Regions from separate parts of the Mus musculus genome. Here all the other regions are linked to region 3. Evidence: chromatin contacts called from public HiChIP or PLAC-seq and promoter capture Hi-C data. All regions are on one chromosome and are shown on one strand. Each heading gives the region's core, a stretch centred on a gene start, on an enhancer-like site or on the middle of the called end of the contact. The rest is flanking DNA. Distances are from core to core; before and after follow the strand shown.

Evidence for each region. Promoter capture Hi-C pulls out the DNA fragments that hold promoters and counts their contacts. HiChIP or PLAC-seq counts read pairs in DNA pulled down with a chosen protein or histone mark.
Region 1: an H3K4me3 HiChIP or PLAC-seq map of bone marrow-derived macrophages shows a contact between it and region 3, with 4 times the contacts expected there. The contact joins the promoter of Ttc30a1 here to the promoter of Atf2 in region 3. A contact is called at or near these places in 2 of 39 promoter capture datasets (hippocampal neurons and pre-B cells), 1 of 484 Hi-C or Micro-C datasets (neutrophils) and 1 of 115 datasets of contacts at active chromatin or transcription factors (bone marrow-derived macrophages).
Region 2: a promoter capture Hi-C map of pre-B cells shows a contact between it and region 3, with 7 times the contacts expected there. The contact joins the promoter of Fkbp7 here to the promoter of Atf2 in region 3. A contact is called at or near these places in 1 of 39 promoter capture datasets (pre-B cells), 1 of 484 Hi-C or Micro-C datasets (CD4 T cells) and 1 of 115 datasets of contacts at active chromatin or transcription factors (astrocytes).
Region 4: a contact with region 3 is called in an H3K27ac HiChIP or PLAC-seq map of cardiomyocytes, with 8 times the contacts expected there. The contact joins the promoter of Ttc30b here to the promoter of Atf2 in region 3. A contact is called at or near these places in 1 of 39 promoter capture datasets (pre-B cells) and 2 of 115 datasets of contacts at active chromatin or transcription factors (astrocytes and cardiomyocytes).

Annotation. Positions count from the first base shown.
Region 1 is chr2:75,978,748-75,983,266 of GRCm38.p6, forward strand. It overlaps Ttc30a1 (tetratricopeptide repeat domain 30A1), which reads right to left and starts at 3,220. Exons shown (of 1, transcript NM_030188.3): 1 at 359-3,220. The coding sequence starts at 2,990. The coding sequence ends at 996.
Region 2 is chr2:76,670,945-76,675,219 of GRCm38.p6, forward strand. Fkbp7 (FK506 binding protein 7) reads right to left here and starts at 2,154. Exons shown (of 4, transcript NM_010222.2): 1 at 1,862-2,154; 2 at 753-904. The coding sequence starts at 2,070.
Region 3 is chr2:73,889,764-73,894,156 of GRCm38.p6, forward strand. It overlaps Atf2 (activating transcription factor 2), which reads right to left and starts at 2,876. Exons shown (of 15, transcript NM_001025093.2): 1 at 2,712-2,876. It overlaps Gm10822 (a long non-coding RNA gene), which reads left to right and starts at 2,645. Exons shown (of 3, transcript XR_003953852.1): 1 at 2,645-2,976; 2 at 3,148-3,274.
Region 4 is chr2:75,936,999-75,941,421 of GRCm38.p6, forward strand. Ttc30b (tetratricopeptide repeat domain 30B) reads right to left here and starts at 1,464. Exons shown (of 1, transcript NM_028235.1): 1 at 1-1,464. The coding sequence starts at 1,409.

The DNA.
Region 1 (4,519 bases), core at 1,970-4,469, 2.1 Mb after region 3:
TATGCCTTTGGGAACTGGAGGGTTCTAGCCCAGCAAGGAGCACTCTCCATGGGCTACCTGTGAGAGGTAACTGGGATGGCTGTGGCCACAAAAATGGTAAAATGAAGGAAAAAAAATTCAGATGCTCTTTATGTAACTTTAAATAATGTAAGTATAACTTCACGTATCAATATTTATATTCCATTAATGCCAGAAGGGACTTTGATAATGTCAAATAGAATAAAATGTACTTCCCTTTCTGAAGATACTAAGAGATGAAACTCTAGGATTAATGTCGTCTAATACCTACATCTGATAGGAATTAAACATTGATTTTAAAATTATTTATATTATCAAACACTACAAAAGGTCAATTATGAACAGTAAAAAATCAGATATTTATCAGTTGTTTATTAGCTTCAAAGAACAGTACTATTTTTTTTTTAGAAACAATTTCACAGTGAATTTTGAACATTCTAGGAAAGAGCCACTAACAACATGAAAACTGTTGTTAAATGTTACTTCTTCCTTTAAAAAATAAAACAAAACCCCAAAACAATGAAAATCTTTAAAATCTACAATTGTACAAAACTTCTACACAACAAAGAGAATGATCATAAGGATAAACTAAAGCAGAGCATGTAATTCCTGAAACTACTTCTAAAGCCCAAATGTCATGTAGCTAAGGCCCATGGCAGATACGTGTCCTCCATGGGTAAAATGATGTTGTTCACAAACAACAAAGCACAGTATGAAACAGCAACGAAAAGATGTGGACGTTGTAAACTTTATCGGATGGTACTTCCTCCATTCAGTTATTTTAAATAAATGCTTCTGGGTTCATTTGCTATCTCATTGAATGAAGGTTCTCATCAAGAAAAGCTATATCTAACTGAATAAACAGTTAAATCAGACAATGCATAACATGTAAAGAGTGTGAAAATTCAAAAGCTTAGAGTTGAAACACAATGCCAACATAACAAAGCCTTTATCATAAAAGTCAGTAACAGAAGCAACTACATATTCCACCCTATGACCTCATAAATCAAAGCTTTCAACAGTCTGGACTCATATGTGACTGTATTCTTCCCGGTGTGAATTCTTTCTTCCTCTAAGGGCTGTTCTAAAACAGCAGGGATGTTTCTACCATAAAGTTCACAGTACTCTAGAAACTGGACACATTCTTGAACAACACCGTCACAAAGCACTATCATGTGCTTTGACATGTTCTCTAGTAAGGACAGGAAGCATCTCTTGGCATAATACCACGTATCGGTGCCTAGCTTTTTATGGTAAGGCTCCAAGCTTTTGATAACCCGAGAGATGCCAAAGTCATAGTTTCCTTTGGCACAATACAGGGTTCCTATCACCAAATTCACAATGCAAAGGTGGTAGATTTTCTTGTCTGGGTCACCATAAGAGAGTTGTTCCTCCTCCTTCTCAATCTTCCTCATGAGCTCCTCAGCTTCCTCGTTTTGACTTGTCATGATATAGGAAACACAGAGGTTGGCTAACACAATAGCACTGACACTCAGGATGTTATCATAATTCTTCTTGACAATGGGCTCATAGAAACCAATGGCCTCTTTGTACTTGTTCTCCTGCATGAAGAGGACATGGGCCACATTCAGCTTCCACACATCATGGTCATTACAGAATTCCACAGATTTGCGGAAGATCTTCTCTACCATTGGGTAATTCTCAAGATTCCAGTAGATTTTTGCCTGGGCCATCAGTACAGGAATATATTTCTCAAGAGTTTCATCATATTCATTCATAGCCTTTTTAATAATTTCATCATCTCTGTTATGCCTTGCTTCTTGAACTTGCTTAGTGAGTCTCCTGAGCTGCTCAGTCAGCATGCCAGCCAACCCATCAAGTTTAATGAAAGCCTCTTCAGGAGCTGTCTGGCAAGTGATCATGGCATCCAAGAAGTCATAGAGATAGGGTGTGAGGAACTTGTAAGTTAAGTGGGCATTTTCTGCCAGGACATCAGCTGCCAGGTCAAAATACTCATATTTACAGTAGAGCAGCAGCAGGTTGCCAAAGGTCTCTGGGGGAAAGGGGTTCTGCTGGAGCAGAAACTGGAGCTTTTCAAAGCCCTCTGTGGGCTTGGCATCCATGTTCATCAGAGCCTGGTTGTGGAGGGTTACGGGGTCCAGCTCTTCCTCTGCTCTAGGAGGCATGTCAGTGAGAGTTTCTTGGGCTACCTCAAAGTTTCTCAGCTGATACTCTATGGCTGCCTTGAGGTTGAAAGCTTCAATCAGAGCAGTCTGGTGAAGGACTACAGTGTTGCCAACACTGCGAACATCAATGCCCTCCGTGGTCATGCCCACACCGAGTTCTGGGTGTTGACGGATGCCACGCTCAATGATGTCAGCGATATGCTTCAGAGCAGGCGCGTACTGCCGACTGCTGTAATAGGCCAATGCCAAGTTGTAGGAAAGGTCAGGCTGGTAGCCAGAAGCCTGCAGGGCCGCTAAGAACTTGGAGCAGGCAGCTTCATAGTGTCCCTCCTTGTAGAGCAGACAACCCATGTTGACCAAACCATCTGGGTCATTCTCCCCTCCACTGTCTTCTCCAGCTTCCCCACTCAGCAGCTGCTCCACCAGGCTCCTGGCTCCTGGGAGGTCACCTTCACTGTACTTGATAGCAGCCTGGAGACGAAGGACTCGAGTCTGATAGGCGGGGTTGTCCAGGAGGAAGGTGACCCTGGTGGCTTCTGGATACAGGCAGGCCTTGTACAGCGCCTGGGCCTGGTACAGGCGGTACTGCTCGAGTTCCGGGTGCATCTGGCTCAGCTGCTCATAGCACTCTGCAGCGAGCTCGAACTCCTGCAGGCGGTAGTAGCAGTAGGCCAGCAGCGACAGCCCTGCGCGGCTGCGGGAGCTTCTCTGCAGCTCTGCGCTTAGCAGCTGCACCGCCTCTGAGTAGCGGGAGTCGCGGATGAGCCTGTACACCACCGCTGTGAACTCACCGTCGGGAACTTTAGAGCTGCTTTGCCACGCCATAGCCGCCAAAATTGTAGCGCGTGCTAGTTTCCAAGGAAACTAGGTAACCGGAAACGGAAGTTCATCCAGCGGGTGGCGGTTAGGTCTGAGGTAGAAAGGATCTGTTCCGCATGACTAGGAACCGTTGACATAATCCCTGAATTTTTTTGTTTTGTCTTATAAGATTACAAACTGGGTTGGGACAGAAGTCGGAGAAGGGACAGAAACTTGTTGCAAGTAGTCCAGACATTATACTCCCGGTTTCTCCCGGCATGCAACATTGTTACTTCCCCAATGGGACGTATCCACTTTGCATTCTGGGAGTTGTAGTCTTATTTCACGAGTACTGAAATCTGGGGACTTGGCGTATTGTTTGTGTATTCAATTCAGATAGGAAAAGGTCATAAGACTTTTAGGCCGTTAGTAGGAGTTTTAGACTCCCTTTACTCGTTAGAACGAGTGAGCGTTGCTTGTTTTCTAGCTAGATAGTGTGACCTCTCTGTGGAAGAGCAGTAACCTGATTAGGGCCTGGGGTCCCTGGAGGTTTTTTGAGGCTTGTACTTTTTTTCCCTATTGTATATTTTGAAATCTGCTGAATTATCCGTTAGTGCCGAACTAAGTGTGTACTTCTTAATAGAATAGTACAGTGACCAAGCATTCTGCACCAAGTAGAAAATGATCTACAAATGGCGGGCATTTTGTTTGTTTGTTTGTTTTTGGGTTTTGAACGTCCGTTTATTAAGAATATAGTAAGCAAAGGTAAAATAGTAGGAAATAGCTGATAGAAACATCAGATCGATAATTCAATATAATCAAATTGAAGGCTTACAAATATTAGTTGAAATCAACTAGGGCAGCCATTGAAGAGGTTAGCTAGGATTCCCAATGAGAGTCCTAGGCAGATCAGAGTGTCTAGTTGGGTAACTGTGCTAAGTAAAATCACACAAGCCAAGGAGCAGATAGACAATAGCATCAAATCAGGCTTTCTCCAGAATCGACTAAAGCAGACCTTCTGAAAGAGTCATAGTTGAGTTCCTGACCCAGATTCTCAGCAGAAGCAGCTCTCTGTCACCTCCAAGATGGAGGTAGATAGTGTGATGGTGAGATGGCGGAAACTTTTTAAAATCTCAGTGACATATCTTTTCCAACAATGCCACATCTTCCCCAACAGTGCCACCAGCTGGGGACTAAGTGTTCAAACATCTGAACCTACGAGGGACATTCTCATTCAAACACTACAGAGGCTGAACCATGACAACCAAGAACTAGGTTCCATGAGAAACGGTGAATGGCAAATCATTCTATCTTCATGTCTCCAAGAAACTGTAAAGGCCTGCCAAATGAGGGCACCAAGTGTGTATGAGGAAAGATTGCTGTGTCCCTTTTTTTTTTTTCTATAGAAACAATCAAGTAAATTGGTGTGGGCAGTAGGCTTCTGACTTCCATGACTCAATTGCACTTTCAAACAGATATACAATGACTAGTGGGGTTGGGTATCCCCTAGTTCCTGGTATCACAAGGAAAAGGCTGAAGCAGGTATACATTTGCTC
Region 2 (4,275 bases), core at 904-3,403, 2.8 Mb after region 3:
AAATTGACAAAACACACCTAATTTAAAATTTACTTTTTTGTTGTTTTTTTTTTTGTTTGTTTTTCGAGACAGGGTTTTTCTGTATAGCCCTGGCTGTCCTGGAACTCACTTTGTAGACCAGGCTGGCCTCGAACTCAGAAATCTGCCTGCCTCTGCCTCCCAAGGGCTGGGATTAAAGGCGTGCGCCACCACTGCCCAGCAAAATTTACTTCCTTGACTATTTTTAAATAAGTATAAAGTACAATTGTGTTACAGTGCAATCTACATCTAGAACTCTTATCTTGATCACTGAAACACTATGCTATTCAACATCTCTCCTTTAGTCCCAGGTAACCACCCTCTGCTTTTGTGTCTGCTGGCTTGACTATTATAGATACTTCATATAATTGCAATCCTACAGTATTGATATTTTTTTGTGTCTGGCGTCTTTCACTTAGCGGATTAGTCTTTAAGGTTCATCTACACTGTAGCATGAGTCAGAATTTCACTCTTTTGAAAGCCTATGTAATATTTCACTGTGTGCCCTATACCCATTGTTTTATTTGCTCTCCCATCTCTGGACTCTTGGGTTTCTTCCACATCTTGCTTCTTGTGGACTGTGCTGTTACTGAGAACATAGATATGCAAATATCTCTTTGAGACTTACTTCCATTTTTAAAGAATATACAGATTTGTTTTGATTTTTTTTATAAACGACTTATCTTTTTTAAAGCTACTAAAAGATACAGCAAAAAAAAAAACCCACAACTTACCGTAGCCTTCTTTTCCATATGCAAACGAAGGCGGTATAATCACCTTTCTCTTTTCCCCAGGGCACATGTCCATCATAGCAATGTCCAGCCCCTTTATGACATGTCCGACACCAAGAACAAACCATTTGGGGTGGCCTTCATCTTGTGTCCGGCTATGAGAAACCATACTTAGTGTGTAAGTAAGACCATCTCATAAAGGAAACTTAAATACAGCTCAGGCACTTGTTACTTAAGACTGGAATCTCTTTCCCCACATTGCACCCTTCAGAACTCTGTCCTTTGCGAATTGTTTGGATCAAACTTCCCCATAAATTGGCAGAGCATATCATTGGAAAACATTCTGATTTCTGATTTTTGCCGTCCTTACAAAAACTACTCAATGGTTCACTTTTAAAAATGGGTCTCCTGCCTCTAACTAGCTGGATGGCTTGAACAAAATGACTCATTTACCTTCTCTGGGTTTGTTTCCCAAACCAAAGGGGCAGGCTGAGCCCTAAATTTCATTTTAAGAACGACTGAAAAATAGCATCCTGTCAAATTTCTCTTCTACGTTGGAAGAATAAGTTTTCCTCTAAATTGGAAAGAATTGCTAGACTGGAAAGATTGGCCTGTCTTTGAGGGGAAACAGTACAGCTAAACAGACTGCATTCAGTCAGACCGGACTAGGGAACAGAGAGAATGGATGTGATAACCAGAGTTTTAGAAAATGACCCACAAAGTCCAGAAGGAAACGCGGTAGCTTTCTTATACACTCTGTTTGGAATCAGACTTCAGCTCTGGGTAAGGAGAAAGTGTGAATATCTTTTCAAGAAGCCTCTAGATTTAGTTTTCCGGGTTCCAAGGACAGTGGTGGTGGTCAGTGCTCTGCCTGACGTAGTGAGTCTGCAGTCAGTTTACTGCGCTTACATTTCAAATAACTAAAAACATTCAGTTTTGTTTAGGGAATGTCTTCTAATCTAAATCGGCATGAAGGCTTAATTTACTGTTAAAAAACAAAACCAAAAAACCTTAAAACAAAACAACCAGTTAGGCTCTGGCTGCTGCTGCTGGTGGTAGTGGGCAAGATGTGGTCTATCAACTGAACTTGAACTGGACGGAGCATCTCCTACCTGCAGTAGAATTTGGAGCCGTCTTTAGCCAAGTAGCCATCGTAATGGGCATTTAGCAAGTCTCCTTTCCTGCTTGTTTTGGAGCAGTTTTCTGGACGGTGCAAAACTTCTATTTTCACTTCCTCAGTGCTTTCTTCTTTTGTTTGTCCCTGAGCATCGGAACAACACCACAGGCTAAGGAAAACTGCTAGTCTGAATAGGAGATTCATGTTTCCCAAAGCAGCACTCCCAGGCCCAGTGTAAGCCCCACAGAGTGTCAGCAGGCTGATCAGACTGAATTGGGACGCGTGGCAGGCATTGTCCTACGTCACAAAGGTCCAAGGCGGGGCTACGAGAGGCCCCGCCCCCTCTCGCACCAGCAAATCGCCGCCGGTTGGAGTGTGTCTTGGCCGTTGGGTGCTCCGGTTGGCTGTACTCTGGCTAGAATAGCACCGCACACCCTGTCCGCAGGTTTCTTTCGCCTGCAGTAGTCAGACTTGCGTTTCCTGAAATAAAACTGGCATTATGGTGGTCGTTTCTAGGCACTTAGGAGATGCTGCAAAATTTTATGGGCTCCACTTGATGCCCTGATCTTGCCTCTCCAACACTGCCTCTGCTAACGGATTGCTTGAATGGCTTGGTTTTAAATTTTTAAATGCTACACTGACCCATTTGGCCATAGAAAAAGAATAGATAGCTGTAGGATCCTAAATACAGTATTTTTAAAATATTAAAATGTTGGGCCAAGAAATTGATACAAAATGCAAACAGGTCACGGTGGGATATTCTAGTCGTTATTCTTTCTAATCACAGGCTTCTAAGGCCCCTACGGACTTGACAGGCACAGTGGATGCAGACATTTTTGGAAGAATAGGTTCTTGACAATATAGGTTGGCTGCTCTTCTCTGGATATTTGTGGAAGTCCTTGAAGGATATTTTTGGAGGGGGGGATATGGTAGTTGGAGTACTGCGAAAAAAGACTCCAGGCCATGTCTACCGCATGCAGCCAGGAGACTCTCAGAACACACAGTGGAGTGTCTCCAGGGCTTCAGCAGCCCATGCCCGGCATTGCAAAAGATAACTTGTGTTTCTGTCCCTAACCTCTTGAGGCCGCCCTTGAGGTGAAGGCCTTTAGCAGAGAAAAGCTTTTTTTTTTTTTTTTTCTCCCATGAGAATTCATTCACATCAGACAGGAAAACTGACTATTGAACATTTTGTTCCAATTTCACAGCTGGCTAATAGACAACAGAGATTAGTCCAGTCTCTTGATATATCCCCCTTATCCTTTTAGTATGATAAACCTTTCAAACAACACAAAACTCGAATTTTATGGTAAGTGTCAGATGCCCTCCACAGTTGAACTATCATTACTGAACTCTATGTGATTTGTTGAATATTCAGCTCGTCGATTCCCCAAGTGGACATCCCGATCACCCTATTCAGTCAGCCTTCCTGGAAGGATAAGCCAGGGATTTCACTACCTCAATACTGACTCTGCTTTATGCAAAGTAATTGGAATTTGCAAAACTTTCTAAATCTAAAAGTTGTCAAGTGTGTAAGGACGCCCTTCCAAGTGAGATTAAAAAAAAATTAAGAGAAATCCTTTTAAAAACAAAACAAAAATAGGATGCACGATACCTTCTTAACATTTTTCTTCTTAACCTCTTCTTTCCTGTGTGTGTGTGTGTGTGTGTGTGTGTGAGAGAGAGAGAGAGAGAGAGAGAGAGAGAAAGAGAGAGAGAGAGAAGGGGGGTCTGTCTGGCCTAGAAGTCACTGCGTAGACCAGGCAGGCTTGGAACTAACAGAACTCATCTGCCTTCCTCTGCTTCCTAAATGCTGGTATTAAAGGCATACATCGTGATGTATGACATTAAAAGAAAAAAAAATGTGTGTGTGTGTGGGGGGGGGGCCGGGGGGGGGATGCGTGTAACATGGCCCATGTGTAAATGAGGTTCTTTCCTTCCACTGTGTGAGGCCCCCAGGACAGTACTGGTCAAGCTCCCGGAGGCAAGCGCTTTACTTGGAAAGCTATCTTGCCAACCCTAGTTCCATAAGACCTTGTTGGAGGACCTCTCTGGCCTGCATACTACTTTCTTAAAAGAAGGATGTAGCCCAGGCTGGCCTTTGGTCCTTCCTGCCTCAGCCTCTAGAGTGCTGGGATTACAGGGCCTTGCCATTGCTCCAGCTTTTCCTAGGAGGTAACTTCCTACTTCCCCGGAGTGTGAGCACTGGAAGCTCCAAGAAATGAGCAACCCTTGATTTTATTGAAAAAGATCCGAAGGAGGCGAGGCCTTCGGCAGCCGCCTTGTGCAGGATGCCCCGGGAGTTGGTCTGCTGCGGACTGGAGATGTCCGGATGCGGGGCAGCCGGGGAGCGGGGGACCGCGGAGCCGCCCCACGAGGGCGCGCGGCGCAGCCTCGGGCACGCGGCCGTCC
Region 3 (4,393 bases), core at 1,626-4,125:
TACTCTTCAATGTTGTCCTTTAATCTCCATAAATATGCTATCATCCACACAGGCAAGAAGGCAGACAAGCAGTTAGACACATATAACTGTAAAATAAAAAAATTACATAAATAGATTTTGAGAAATGTATATCTCAATAAAAAAGAGCACACCTTTTAGTCCCAGTGGTCAGGAGGTAGAGGTAGGCAGGATCTCTGTGAGGTGGAGGCCAGCCTGGTCTACAAACAAGTTCCAGGATAGCCAACTACAGAGATAAGCCATGTCTGGAAACAACAAAATAAAAAGAGCTTTCCTAGCACGGTAGAAAAGCAAACAAAGGGCTGGAGAGATGGCTCAGCAGTTAAGAGTACCTGTTGTTCTTGCAGAGCAGCTGGGATAAGTTCCCAGCACCCACATGGTGGCTCATAATAATATGTAACTCTAGTTTTAGAGATTCAGGATTTAAGATGGTCTCTAAGGGCACTGCCCATAAATGGTACACATACATATATGCAAGCAAAACACAAAAATAAATAAATCTTAAAAACAAACATAGAACATGTTCCATTTCAGACAAGATTTCAGTCTATAGAAATAGATGTGAATATAAGATAGTCACAAAATGTTAAAACCATTGACTATATGACAGGTGGTTTTGTAGGCTACAAGTTAATACAGGGAGTACTATATGTATTAATTTCATACAGGTCAGTTGAATCATCCAATCACTTTCATTGAATTATCTAATTACTTTCATTGACTTCTAATCAAGGAGGGTTCCAATACAAATTTTTTTGTTTTGTTTTGTTTTCGAGACAGGGTTTCTCTGGGTAGCCCTGGCTGTCCTAGAACTCACTCTGTAGACCAGGCTAGCCTTGAACTCAGAAATCCGCCTGCCTCTGCCTGGGATTAAAGGCGTGCGCCACCACGCCCAGCTTCCAATACAAATTTTGCTTTAAATATAAGACTTACTTTTCTAAGGGCATTTCAATAAGAGTAACAAAAGAAAGTGATACCAGTTCACAGAAACACATATCATTTTGGAAGAGACTAAAGTCAAAAATGAGTGGAAACAGCATGTAAGGTAAAGTTATTTACTAGATCTAGCAATATAATTGATTAGGAGAGTACAGATAATAATTAAAACTCAAGTTTTCAAGTTTTCTTAAAAATAAAAAAAAACAAAAACAAACCTAGATTTCTTGACTTAATGTTAGTCATGAAATATTTAATGGATAGTATCATTTCAAAACAATATAGCTTTAAAATTTTAAAATACCCATGAAAACATCTCTAAACATCTCTCCAATTATTTATTAATGATTTTAAGACCTAGAACCTTAATTATCACTCAACTATCGATGGCCTTAAAGATCCATGTACTTAGTTTTCTTGGCTTATATAGGATATGTTTTTAGCATACTCTACAAAATATTTCTATACTTTTGAAAAAAGTTTATTGCAGGGATTCTTCAAATAGGTTTAGCAAATTTAAATACAAGACTCTTATTTCATCTAGAGTTAACTGTTTTAAAATAAGCCTTTATAAAGTCTTACCATTTGGGTGCTAGAGACCCAGGCCATTTGGCGCTAAATGAGTAGTATTCCTGGAACGGTTATTACTTGACAATGGCCAAGGGTTAAGAATTTCTTCAAACAGGACAAACTGAGCTCAGAACAGTCCGTGTTTGGTCAGATGTTAAAAACAGCATTACCTGCATCTGGTGTGAACGTGTCCCTAGTTTATAATCCCCAAGAAACTGTGACTTCCACAAGGTAAACTAGGTATTAGTCGATGGGCCTAGAGTCTATCATGAGTATCCCTTTTACTCAATTATACTGGTGGTAGTTTTACTCGACCTTCCCAGTTTAAGAGTCTCCATTAAAGAAGAGACAATTTTATAATACCTATGTGCATAAAAATAGTTCCCATCTCCTCCAAGGTCTGGTTCAATGAGTGAGCATCCCGGGGAGACATACACACATCTCTCCCTACCTCTCTTCCTTGTCCCTGGGGTAATAAAAGGCACAGATTATTTTCCTACAAAAGCTCTGCAGAACACCGGTCGAAGTAAATGGGGTGTGGGGGGGAATAGCAGAATCAACCTGCACCCACACCTCAGCCCCGCCCCACCTGGAAAGGGGGGGGTGGCGGCGGCGGGAGTGTGAGGGCGGCAGAAAGGACAGAAAAGGCCGAGACCACCAGCAGGTTCTCCATTACCATTGGCTCCATCACGTTCCACCGAGGCCAGAGACCCTTGCTTCCCAATCCTTCAACGCACCATCCCAAACCCTCGATCGCCCGAGTCCCCGGTGGGGAGCCCAGCGTGGGCCCTCTGGGCAGCGCGATCAAGGACTAGCGGCGGGGGTCTCCCCGACAGATGGGCGGATCCGAAGGGCGCCTCGGGGACCTCTCAAGTGACCACACCAGAGGAGAAGTCGGAGGGAGGGGTCGGAGAAGAGCCGTTATTCCTTCTCGCTCAGGCTTGGGAAAGCGCGCGAGGGAGGGGCCGGCCGGAGCCGCAGCGCGTTACCTAACGGTCCGGTCGCTCCGCCAGACCAGAGGCGGCAACGCGGCCACCGCCGTCCGTAGGGTTGGGGTCCACAGCAGGGGCGCAAAAGGGGTGGGAGGCGGGGGGTGGAGACTACAGGCAGCGACGTCGCCATGTTAGCACCTTCTTCCTCTGCATCCCTACAACCTCCAAGCCCGTGGCCCTTCCACCATTACTCACCTTTCCAGGTCACTAATTCATGGTCCTGCCAGCCACCCGCGAGCCCGGAGGCCGGCCGTGTTTACAAACTAGCCCCGGAGGAGAGGGCTGAATCGCACTTTAAAGGCCACGGGCTCCCACAGGCTTCCGTCCTCTCTCGCGAGATCCGACTGACAAACCTTCTCCCCGCCCCACTCCCGGCATCCCTGCCGCTTTCTTCTTGCGCCCCTCCCCTTCACGCACACGCCCCTTCCTGCTTTCCACCGAGGGAGCGCCCGCGGGTCAGGTGACTCCGTCGTGCCTCGGAAAAAGGGCGGGTCTTCAGGAGGGCGGGGGCGGGGAGGCGGGAACCAAAGAACACTCGGACGCGAGTGATTGGGCGAAAAGCACGAAAGGCGGGAAGCAGGTCCAAAGGGGCGTGGCCAAGGTGCCCAAGGACCGTTGTTTCGGTAACCAGGGAACTGCAGAAAGCTGTGATTGGCAGCCGTCGGGAGGCGGGCACGAGAAGCTGCACCGGATCTGGGGCGCGCGCGCAGGTGGCGGAGGAGCGAGCAGGAGGGCGTGGGCGGTGTGAGAGAAGAAAGGTGAGGTCGGGGAGCCTAAAGGAGCCCAGCCCTGGCGCCGGATGTCTCTGTCGTATTGGTTTCTGACTTCGCTAGGGATATGAGACTATGAAGGGAGAAGCGCTTCTGGACCACTCTCCGTGTACCGAGAAGCCAGAGCTGGAGAGAGAGCTACGCTTAAGGTTTTGGAGAGTCGGGGTTTGCCAGTCATCACCTCCGCCCCCATGTGCACACTGAAGCAAAATAAGTCAGCCCTGCGTAGAAAATAGAAACCTTTTCTTAGAGAGTTCTTTGTTCGGATTTTACTAAGCCAGAACTGGAGCCGATCTTCCCCACCACCCTATGTCAAGTATATGGTATATTACATACGAGTATGTTCAAAGGCAGTGATCAAAAGGAAATACACCGTCTTCCACCCCCATGTCACCATATTTTAAAACAAAGCAACGATCTTTTTCCTAGAGAAAAATTCTTGTAATTATGAGTGTTTCTTTTATCAAATTTCCTTTACTTAGTTAGATATAAAAATACAAATTTCAGGGACCGAAGAGATGTCTCAGCGGTTAACAGTACTGGATGCGAGCCGGGCGTGGTGGCTCACGCCTTTAATCCCAGCACTCGGAAGGCAGAGGCAGACGGATTTCTAAGTTCAAGGCCAGCCTGGTCTACAGAGTGAGTTCCAGGACATCCGCAAGTAACCCTTAAGCCGTCTATAACTCCACTTCCAGGGTACCTGACGTAGAATTAAGAAATTAATTAAAATTATTAATTTCAATAGAATCACTTCATTCATTTAAAGCTTAAGAGATCGGTATTAATTTTTTTATTTTTTTAAATTTTCGAGGCAGGGTTTCTCTGTGTAGCCCTGGCTGACCTGGAACTCACTCTGTAGACCAGGCTGGCCTCGAACTCAGAAATCCGCCTGCCTCTGCCTCCCAAGTGCTGGGATTAAAGGCATGCGCCACCACGTCCGGTTTGGTTAATGTTTTAAGGAGGACTAAAGGACGCCAATGAGAACCCAGCAGAGAAGAGGCATTCTTCCCACAATATTTTCCTTTGCTCTATAAATTGTAGTGCCAAAGAAATGCCTGTTAATGTAGGAAGTAGGTTTCAAAAAAACTAGGGGGCGGGGCGGGGGAA
Region 4 (4,423 bases), core at 214-2,713, 2.0 Mb after region 3:
TGCATGAAGAGGACATGGGCCACATTCAGCTTCCACACATCATGGTCATTACAGAATTCCACAGATTTGCGGAAGATCTTCTCCACCATTGGGTAATTCTCAAAGTTCCAGTAGATTTTTGCCTGGGCCATCAGTACAGGAATATACTTCTCAAGAGTTTCATCATATTCATTCACAGCCTTTTTGGCAGATTCATCATCTCTACTATGCCTTGAATCCTGTACTTGTATGGTGAGTTTCCGGAGCTGCTCAGTCAGCATGCCAGCCAACCCATCAAGTTTAATGAAAGCCTCTTCAGGAGCTGTCTGGCAAGTGATCATGGCATCCAAGAAGTCATAGAGATAGGGTGTGAGGAACTTGTAAGTCAAGTGGGCATTTTCTGCCAGGACATCAGCTGCCAGGTCAAAATACTCATATTTACAGTAGAGCAGCAGCAGGTTGCCAAAGGTCTCTGGGGGGAAGGGGTTCTGCTGGAGCAGAAACTGGAGCTTTTCAAAGCCCTCTGTGGGCTTGGCATCCATGTTCATCAGAGCCTGGTTGTGGAGGGTTACGGGGTCCAGCTCTTCCTCTGCTCTGGGTGGCATGTCAGTGAGGGCTTCCTGGGCTGCCTCGTAGTTTCTCAGCTGGTACTCTATGGCTGCCTTGAGGTTGAAGGCTTCGACCAGAGCAGTCTGGTGAAGGACTATAGTGTTGCCAACACTGCGAACATCAATGCCCTCCGTGGTCATGCCCACACCGAGTTCTGGGTGTTGACGGATGCCACGCTCAATGATGTCAGCGATATGCTTCAGAGCAGGCGCGTACTGCCGACTGCTGTAATAGGCCAAAGCCAAGTTGTAGGAAAGGTCAGGCTGGTAGCCAGAAGCCTGCAGGGCCGCTAAGAACTTGGAACAGGCAGCTTCATAGTGTCCCTCTTTGTAGAGCAGACAACCTAGGTTGATCTGACCATCATAATCACTCTCCCCTCCACTGTCCTCTACACCTTCCCCACTCAGCAGCTGCTCCACCAGGCTCCTGGCTCCTGGGAGGTCACCTTCACTGTACTTGATAGCAGCCTGGAGACGAAGGACTCGAGTCTGATAGGCGGGGTTGTCCAGGAGGAAGGCGACCCTGGTGGCCTCTGGATACAGGCAGGCCTTGTACAGTGCCTGGGCCTGGTACAGGCGGTACTGCTCGAGTTCCGGGTGCATCTGGCTCAGCTGCTCATAGCACTCTGCAGCGAGCTCGAACTCCTGCAGGCGGTAGTAGCAGTAGGCCAGCAGCGACAGCCCTGCGCGGCTGCGGGAGCTCCTCTGCAGCTCTGCGCTCAGCAGCTGCACCGCCTCTGAGTAGCGGGAGTCGCGGATGAGCCTGTACACCACTGCTGTGAACTCACCGTCGGGGATCTGTGAGCTGCTCAGCCCTGCCATATTCACCTAGCTTGTTTTGCATCCTGGTTTCCAAGGCAATAGGCCAACCGGAAACGGAAGCTGTTCAGCGGCAAGTATCCAACGGAAGTGTCTTGTGGATAAAAGCGAATCACCGACACGTTTCTATCAATTTCTGGATATGTTTTTAAACACTCTAGACTGTGGGGAAGCAATTGGGCTTGGTCTGGAAAATTTTCTAGGTAGTTCAGAGAGGGATATTCCACGTCCCGGCCTACATCGCTTCCGTTATCGCCCTGCATCCTGGGAAATGTAGTTTTTCCTCTTTGACGTTTTACAGTAATTGGAGTCTCTGCCTTTTCTCTGGGATCGGGATCTTGTTTCTATTGCTTTGATTGCTTCTTTGTTGGCACTGAAGTAAAGTTTTCTTGTGAAGGTCCCCCGGGATGCAGAAAATTCGCTGTTCTTTGAGGGTTCGAGTTGCTTGGCAATGGTGACGAAATGGGAATGAGGGCCGTCTCTGGACTTCAGGAATTCTAGTATATTCTTGCCAGCTGCTCTGACGCCCACTTTTTGAGAACGTTGTTAAGCAAGGGCCGGCAGTCCGTATTTTATTCTGTATCAAGAGGTGACGAGAGGGGGAAGGAGAGTCTGAATTGTAACTGGTGCTGTTTTAGATTTAAGTACCATTCGCCCTCTGTTTCGTAAATGACCGCTGTTATGAACGTAAATTGGTGCTTGAATTGATGAAGCACACGGCTTTGGTCTTTTCCTTCTTCAAGGAGAAGCCACAAAACTAACATTTTCCCCCTTTCCTATATGCTATTTTTCTCACCCTCTAAGCTCTACCAAACACTACCGTGAGTTTGTTCAAGACGTAATCAGCCTGTGCTTCTCGTGCCTCTGATCTTGTTTTCACGTATGAATCAGCTAGTTAATACATAAATGCTTCGCCAACTCCTTTCCCATACCCAGACTCTTAATTCGAAGCTCTTCAGGCAGTTACTATCTCTCCTTTCCCCCCTGTATGTAGAATGAGTCTCTAGGTTCTGTGTTATTGTTTTGGGGAGGTTATTCTGTATAAATTCAATTTTATTCTAGTATGACAGAGCAGTAAAAAACTACCGACTTATAAGCCGATATTGAATCACTGTTGAAAACCATGTACATAGATTTGACTGACCCTAATGTGTGGGGACATAAATATAATGCTTAGTTAAGCATTTGAGAAGTAACCAAGATAGCAGAATATTAATGTGTTCTTTCCAAATGAAGTAGTGACAAATTGTATGATTTTTCAATAACAAGGCTGTACTTTTAGAGCACGGATCATTTGACGTGGCTCTGGGAGGCACCTGGGAGACTGTTACCTTTTATAGTTTTCCACGATCTCCTCTAGCTACACCCAAGGCAAACAGACCACATGAAGGCATATCTTTGCTTTGTAATTAAGAACTTCAACATGAGGGCATTATATTTTTCTCTTTAATAGAATTGCTACCCATGAATCTTTTTTACCATCAACATATTGCAGCTCATCAACATATTGCAGCCAATATTCACCATATTTCATAGCACGCTGTTAGGCTTCTCACAAACTGCTCATAACTTTACTGAAATCTGTGTGCTGCAGATGAAGACTTTGTGCTTCAGGACAATTAAGTAACCTGCTAAAACCCACATAGGAAAGGGAATGAGCCATGTTATCTTAAAAGTTAAACTCAGAAGAATTAGTGATTAGGAGTTAATTCATATATGAACTCATATTATAGGAAATATTAGAGACTTGCTTTGTAAAGTTTTTTGTTGTTGTTGTTGTTGTTAAAAAATCAAAACAAACAAAACCCAACCAGTCTCATTTGGGTCATAGAAATCTGACCTTTGTGGCTTGCATTGTAACAATGAAAAAGTGTTAGGAAGGAATTACTGGCAAGTAGCCTAGGTTCCAGACACCTGTTACTTCTAGGAAAAGATCCCAGCAGACATTTAAATGCTACAATAGAAACAATATCATTCCTCATATATTCTGCTCAGTAGAACCTGGACAAGATAATTCTGTTTGAATGCCAAGGAAGTGAGAGACTCTACCCCACACTAAATGTAGCTCAGGATCAACAGAGGAAGCTACTGAGGAAAGCAAGTGAAACCACGTCAAGATGTTTGCCCAAGCAAACCTCTGCTGTAGCCCTTTACAGTCCTCAGTGTGGGGTTGAATGTAGGCTGAAGGATGTTATATAACATTGCTCAGTAGTCAGGGATGAGGAGGTCTCCCCCACGCTGGCCGGGTTGACTGTTTTTCTTTGAAAACAATATTCAAAGACTTAATGTTTTAAAGTCTTTACATGTTGTATTAGTCAGGGTTCTCTAGAGTCACAGAACTTATGGACAGTCTCTAGATAGTAAAGGAATTTATTGATGACTTACAGTCGGCAGCCCAATTCCCAACAATGGTTCAGTCGCAGCTGTGAATGGAAGTCCAAGGATCTAGCAGTTACTCAGTCTCACGTAGCAAGCAGGCGAAGGAGCAGGAGCAAGAGCTAGACTCCCTTCTTCCAATGTCCTTATATTGTCTCCAGCAGAAGGTGTAGCTCAGATTAAAGGTGTGTTCCACCACACCTTTAATCCCAGATGAAAAGTTGTAGCCCAGATTAAAGGTGTGTTCCTTAAACTAGGAGATTCAATCTTCTGGAATCCATAGCCACTATGGCTCAAGATCTCCATACCAAGATCCAGATAAGGATCTCCAAGCCTCCAGATAAGGGTCACTGGTGAGCCTTCCAATTCTGGATTGTAGTTCATTCCAAATATAGTCAAGTTGACAACCAGAAATAACCACTACACATGTTGAACTATTACTTTGGGTAAGCTGCTATGAAATAAAGCAGAGAAAACCGAGGCACATCTTTACTTGTTCTCTGTGGTTGCCGAATTATTTCTATATCATGAAAACATTCCCTTTCAAATGACTTCTCAAGATGTGTGCGTGCATGCGCGCGCGCGCACACACACACACACACACACACACACACACTGCAAAGATTCCCTGCTCTTCCCTA